2 separate regions of the Mus musculus genome follow, and region 1 is linked to region 2. Evidence: chromatin contacts called from public Hi-C data. All regions are on one chromosome and are shown on one strand. The core of a region is the stretch at or near the end of the contact, and the rest is flanking DNA. Distances in the headings are between cores, read along the strand shown. Region 1 overlaps Arid1b (AT rich interactive domain 1B (SWI-like)). Region 2 has its middle 9.1 kb from the start of Gm34371.

What was found. A called contact is a pair of places that touch in the nucleus more often than the background predicts.
Region 1: a Hi-C map of pro-B cells shows a contact between it and region 2, with 4 times the contacts expected there. The contact joins two enhancer-like sites. A contact is called at or near these places in 2 of 15 datasets of contacts at CTCF or cohesin (embryonic stem cells and stem cell-derived epiblast-like cells), 11 of 484 Hi-C or Micro-C datasets (B cells, the G1E-ER4 cell line, cardiomyocytes and 7 more), 3 of 115 datasets of contacts at active chromatin or transcription factors (double positive thymocytes, large pre-B cells and pancreatic cancer cells) and 1 of 9 other capture datasets (embryonic stem cells).

The regions. Positions count from the first base shown.
Region 1 is chr17:5,315,362-5,318,173 of GRCm38.p6, forward strand. All of the region lies in intron 11 of Arid1b (AT rich interactive domain 1B (SWI-like)), which reads left to right. Among named protein-coding and RNA genes, the nearest start is that of Gm34854, 92 kb to the left of the region's middle. Within about 2 kb of position 1,445, at least 57 of the 459 cell types and tissues checked have an H3K27ac peak or open chromatin away from gene starts, as enhancers often do. A contact at or near this core is called in pro-B cells, where this site is marked.
Region 2 is chr17:4,784,079-4,787,163 of GRCm38.p6, forward strand. No RefSeq gene overlaps it. Among named protein-coding and RNA genes, the nearest start is that of Gm34371, 9.1 kb to the right of the region's middle. Within about 2 kb of position 1,588, at least 76 of the 459 cell types and tissues checked have an H3K27ac peak or open chromatin away from gene starts, as enhancers often do. A contact at or near this core is called in pro-B cells, where this site is marked.

The DNA of each region.
Region 1 (2,812 bases), core at 195-2,694, 530 kb after region 2:
TTAAAACTTAAGATAATAATTACAAATAATCACTGAACTTGAAGACCACTTGTGAAGGAATTACAGGTGACTGAGGTCTGCTGTGTTCTAACTTCCAACTCAGTCTGCCTTATCCAGTGAGGCTTGTGCAAAATTCTGATCAAAATTCTACTTTTTAGCTGGATGCAGCGCCACAAGCCAGTAGTCCCAGAGGAAAGACGCAGAAGCAGGAAGGCTCCAGCCTGGGCTACATAGCAAGACCCTACCTCAAAAATGTTTTCTTTTTTCAATCTTATTTAAATGTAATAGAAAAGCAAACTAAAGTATTGCCCATTTTCTGATTATTACACTTGAAACATAATATTTTTCTTTTTTAAAAATATTGCCACATATATTATTTCTTTATATACCATAAATTGTTTTGTGTTTAAAAATTTGCAGCAACTCCCTGGCTTTAGTACTAAACAAGGGCAGGAGAAGCCATGTTTGCTGTGTGGAAAATGCTAGACTCCTGCTGTGTGCTCTGCTGCGCACTCCTTTCCTGAAGGAGCCAGTAATTCAGGACGGGACTGAAGAGGGTAGAGCACAGGGCTCGTGTTATTCTTGCCTCAGATCCCGACAGGCATCTGTGAGTCAGGAGGATCTAGCTGCTCCTTAGAGATACCACTTCATTCTGTGTTTGAATTTGATCTTAATACTGTCCCCAGTAAAGCTTTCCAAAAGCAAGCGTGAACTGGGCAAAGCTGCTGTGGTTGCTGTGACAGTGGGCTGTGGACCAACACTGCTTTGTTAGGAAACATTGTAAAATATAAATAAACATTTGTCCATACACATATACATAGAACCAAGCATATGGTAAAGACTGCAGAAATGTAAATCTGCCTCAGAGACTTGAGGAAATGTGCATTTTAGCTTAATTAAACTGTATGTAAGGAAAACATTTGTGGCACTATAAGAATATCTTGCTGTGGATTTTCAAAGCACACGTCCCCTTTTTTCCCCTCCCCAGTGGTTTCAGAACCTGGGAGTGCTCACAGCACAGAAGTAGTTCCAAGTGCCTCTTGGACACCTGCAAGAGTTACTGGGTCCTCCTGAAGGCCTTTCCTCATAAACACTGTCCTCAGGTGGGGACTGGAGAGATGGCTCAGAGTGGTTAGGGCAGTAGCTGCTCTTGCAAAGGACCTGGGTTTAGTCTCCAACAGCCAGTGATGGCTCACAGCCATTGTAACTTCAGTTCCAGAGGATCCAGCACCCTCTTCTGGCCTGTATGGCACTGTACACATACAGGGTCAGGACCACGATCACCGCCGTCATCACTGTGTTCGCCAGGACCAAGTGATACATATACACATGAAATAAAAATAGATCTCAAAGAAAAACTTCTTCAGAGGATCCCAACCACTGGTGTGTAGGAAAGAGGAAGAGATGAGTTTCACGGCAGCAGGAAGCACACATGCTCTCTGTCGGGCTCCGCCTCTCTGTTCTTCTTTCTTTAGGACAGTGGGTGGCTCACCAACAAGCCTTGGGACAGGGAGACAGCCACTGTTGCTCTCTCAGCTGTAGTCTCTCTGTGGTCACCGTGTTCATGTCACACCTTGCTCTTTTGTCCTGTACAGAGAGATTTGAGTTCGTTGTTCATTCTTACCTGAGCACCGTTAGACTTTTCACACATTTTTTACTACATTCAAGCATTTACAGAATGCTTTACAAGCATCTAAGACCATTAGTGTGAAGGACACTGTGCTGAGTGAGTGGAGTCAGAATCAACAAGCTTAACACATGGATGGGAGAGTCGCCAGCTGCAGCCCACCGTAGAACAAAGCTTTACACACTCTGAGCAGAATCCTGCAAGGGAGCAACTCAGCCATGCTCAGGTAGAGCTGAGCTCAGGTGTAGATGAGCCAGCAGGCCTCCTGCGAGGTGATCACACAGTCACCTATGTACTTCTGCTCTGGGCAGTGCTGGGGAAGATGTGAAGACTGGCAAGAATGTTATCTTGGAGCTGGAGAGACGGCTTAGATGCTGTACTTGCCAAAGATCCAGTTTCTATTCCCAGTAGCCACAGCCCCTGTCATGTGGCTCACAACTGCCTGTACCTCCAGTTCCAGGGGATCCATACCCCTCTTTTGGACTCAGTGGACATAAACACCTTAAGTATAGTAGATTCATATCTAAAGTAATTTTAAATGACTTGAAGTTTAAGTTCAACTCTGAAGTTAACCCCTAAAGATCACGTATTGATGGTTTAACTGGGTCACCTCCCCTCCCCTGCTCTTCAGGGCTGGGGACTGGATTTAGACCTTGTTGTATAGGGACACTGGGCTCTGTCACCCACCCTTTGCCTGCCTTATTTTCTTCCAATTTGAGACAAGGACTCAATAAACTATCCAGTCTAACCTCAAACTTGGAATCCTTTTGCCTCGGCCTTCCAAGTAGCTGGGAGAACAGACTTGCACCACTGGCCCAGGTCACCCATGTTTATATATGTTATGTAGCCATGTTTAATGCCTCAGTACTCAGGAATTAACACTACAGGCAGAATGGCTTTAGAGTGGCCATAGACAGGAAGCTGCCATTTGAGGAGCTGGAGGTGGCTTCCAGAGTAGTAGGCAACCATACTGGGGTACTTGTCTCGTCACACTGAGAAGCTCATAGACACTATGTAGGGAGAGCTGGCTGTCTCCTGCCACAACATCAGCTACCCAGGTGCTTACGAACTCTACCATCTTGGAGGCAGCCCGTCTCCTGTCTGTGCTTTCTGTCCCCCACCCCACTCCTCCCCTGCACAGTCTACAGTAAGCCTACAGTAAGAATACCAGGTATTCTGCCACGT
Region 2 (3,085 bases), core at 338-2,837:
GGAGGGTACCACTAAGCAGGTTTGCAGCCTGCACTACCAAGGCAGCATGCGTCTTCAACTGTCTTCTCTTCCCCTTGGCAGTTGGGCCATTTCATTTTACTGATGTCACAGGCTAAGTTGTGTCTCCACCCCTATCCTATTAGCCTGCCCCATGCTCTTGTTGGAAGTCCCAATCACTGATACCTTGGAATGTGAGCCCTTAAAAAGAGAGGGCCTTTAGAAGAAAATTAAGACGAGGCCCCCAGGGTGGGCTCTAATCCTGTACATGTGGCCAAAGCTGTTATAAGAAAAGGTTGTAACACAGACACACAGAAAAGAGGCCACGTGAGGACACAGTCTATCTACAAGCAAAGGACTAAAAGCAACCCTGCCAACACTTTGACCTCAGCCTGCCAGACTCCAGAATGCTGTGAAATTCCTGTGAAGGTGCCAAGTGTTTGTAGCTGCCTGATTGGCCCCTATAGTATACAGCAATTTCTGTTCCCTCCCATCCATGAAGACTCAGAATGAGTGACGAGAAAGGACATCCCTGATGTTGTCCGGGCGACTGTCCACCCATCAGGACAGTACCACTGGGATGGTATAGTAGTTGGGCACATACAGCATACAGAGAGCCCCAAAGAGAAACAGTGATTGAAATGATTGGCTGGGCATAGCTCAGTGGATAGAGTGCTTGCCTAGCCTGTAGAATGCCCTGTGTTCTATCCCTGGCACTCTATAAACCAGGCATGGAGGTATGCCCTGGTAATCTCAGGCCTCAAGGAGGAAAGAGGACAGCAAGATCTTCCTCAGCTGCACAGTGAGTTCATGGCTAGCCTGGAACATTAAAAAAAAATGAGACCCTGTTCTTAAAAAAAGAAAAAGAGAAGGAAAAAGAAGAGGAAGAGGAGGAAGAGGAGAAAGAGGAGAAGGAGAGAGAGGAGGAGAAGTAGGAGGAAGAAGAGAAAGAGGAAGAGGGGGAAGAGGAGGAGGAAGAAAAAGAAGAGAAAGAAAATCATTTTATTTTCACAAAGTTATTCTTACAGTGTTTGCTGCAAAATTACATTTTTTAATTTTTATTATATATATATATATATATATATATATATATATATATAAGCTTTTAAGCTCTACAGCCTCTTAGATAAACAAGCCAACACTTACGAAATATAAATAGGGAAGATCCAACAACTAAAAATAAGCTCTCTCCTCTTAGCACAGCCCTAGGGCCCTGTGGATCCTCTTGCAAGGCTGGCCTCAGCTGCCACCTGCTTCTGTCCCCAGGGTGCTGGGCTCGCAGGCAAGGTGTCATGTATCCCCACCCTGACTCTGAGCTAGCTCTCCTGGCACCCAGGGCCTGCCTCCTGATCCTGCAGAGAACTCCAACTCACAGAGCAAGGGGGTGGCGGGCATACACTAGGGTCCTGCCTCTCCACAAGAGCTGTGCACAGCAAGTTACATGACACACACCACTCTAATCAGAAGCAAACCAGAATACAAGCCAGCAGGGAGAGCACCTTCCAGAACTCCATGCCTCTCTATGAGGCTGCATAAGCTGCGGGCAAGCAGGAGATTCCATGAAGGAAGTGTCTAAGAAAAGTGGCTTGCGTGCCCAGCACTGAGTCATCCTGCAAGTATGCTGGGCTGTCCTAGAGATGCCTGTTCTCCCTGCCCTGCTCTCTGCTCTCCTTGACACACACACACACACACACACACACACACACACACACACCTGTCCTCTTTACCCACCCTCCTCGCCCCGCCCTTCTCACCCCTCCCTCCTTGCCCCGCCCTCCTTCAGCTGTGGGTATTTATGTATAATCAGAGAAATCTCTTTCCTTAAACCACAGAGTCTGATAGCCACTGTGTCTAGCACTTTCCATCCCGACAGCACGCCCCATCTCACCTCAACACCTCTCGATCCTCGTGCATCTCTGGACATTCAGCACACAGAATGGGGTTCCCAGACGCCCCGAGAAGGGACCGGGAGAGCATGGCTGGATTTCACCCTCATTCAAAGCCATCTCAGCCCTTTAAATGTATATTTCTCACTTGATCCCACTTCTTCACACTTGTGTTAGGATATGATTTAACATGAAATGTGAAATACTTGCTTGGTGACACTCGGGTTCGGTCTGCACACTGATTGCATGGTGCTATTCCCCACAGAGAGCTGGAACTTCAAGACTGGAGCGAAGGAGAAGTGCCTTGCTCCCCGGGGAGCTCAGGCTGCATAAAACCTACTCAGGAGGAGAAAGTGGGGTACACAGCAGGCAAGCAGCCAGAGTCAACTGCCTCCCCACCCCCAGGAGCCCTGTGCTCCTGACTCTTGCGATCCCACAGAAAGCACTGAGGAGCTTAGGCAGGAGACCAAGCTTTCCCACTCTCTTCTGCAGGGGACAGGGTGTCATGTACTCTTTCCCAGACATCTCTTGGATTTGGGGGGGGAACTTTGGGGGCTTGTTGTTGTTGTTGTTGTTTGTTTGTTTGTTTGTTTTTTCTGTCAGGCAGCTGTCACTTGGCTGGGAAGATGGCTCAAAAGATAAGGTGCTTGGTATGCAAACATGAGGACTTAAGTTCAAATCCCCAGAATCCATGAAAAGCCAAGTGTGGAAGTGCTTGTGTGTTATCCCAATGTTACTGTGGGGAGACAGAAGGAAGAGGTGGGAGGAATCCTGCAACAACAGAGAAGAAGATGAGGACCACACCTGGGATTATCCAGACTGTCCTCTGACACCCACACACATGCTAAAGTAAGTGCCTGTGCATGAGCACACACACACACACACAAACACACATGCACATACAAACACACACACATATAAACACATGTACATACAACCACACATGCACATACAAGCACATACAAACACACATGCACATGCAAGCACATACAAACACACATACAAACACACACACACATACAAACACACACATGAACACACACACACATGCACACATACAGACAGACATACATATAAACATATACGCATACACACAATTGAGGCCCAGAAATGATGCACCTACCTAACATTTGCCAAGTCTTGGATTTGATATGTAGCACTGAAGATACATGCCTTTGAGTTAAATTGATACTGGCCTTAAT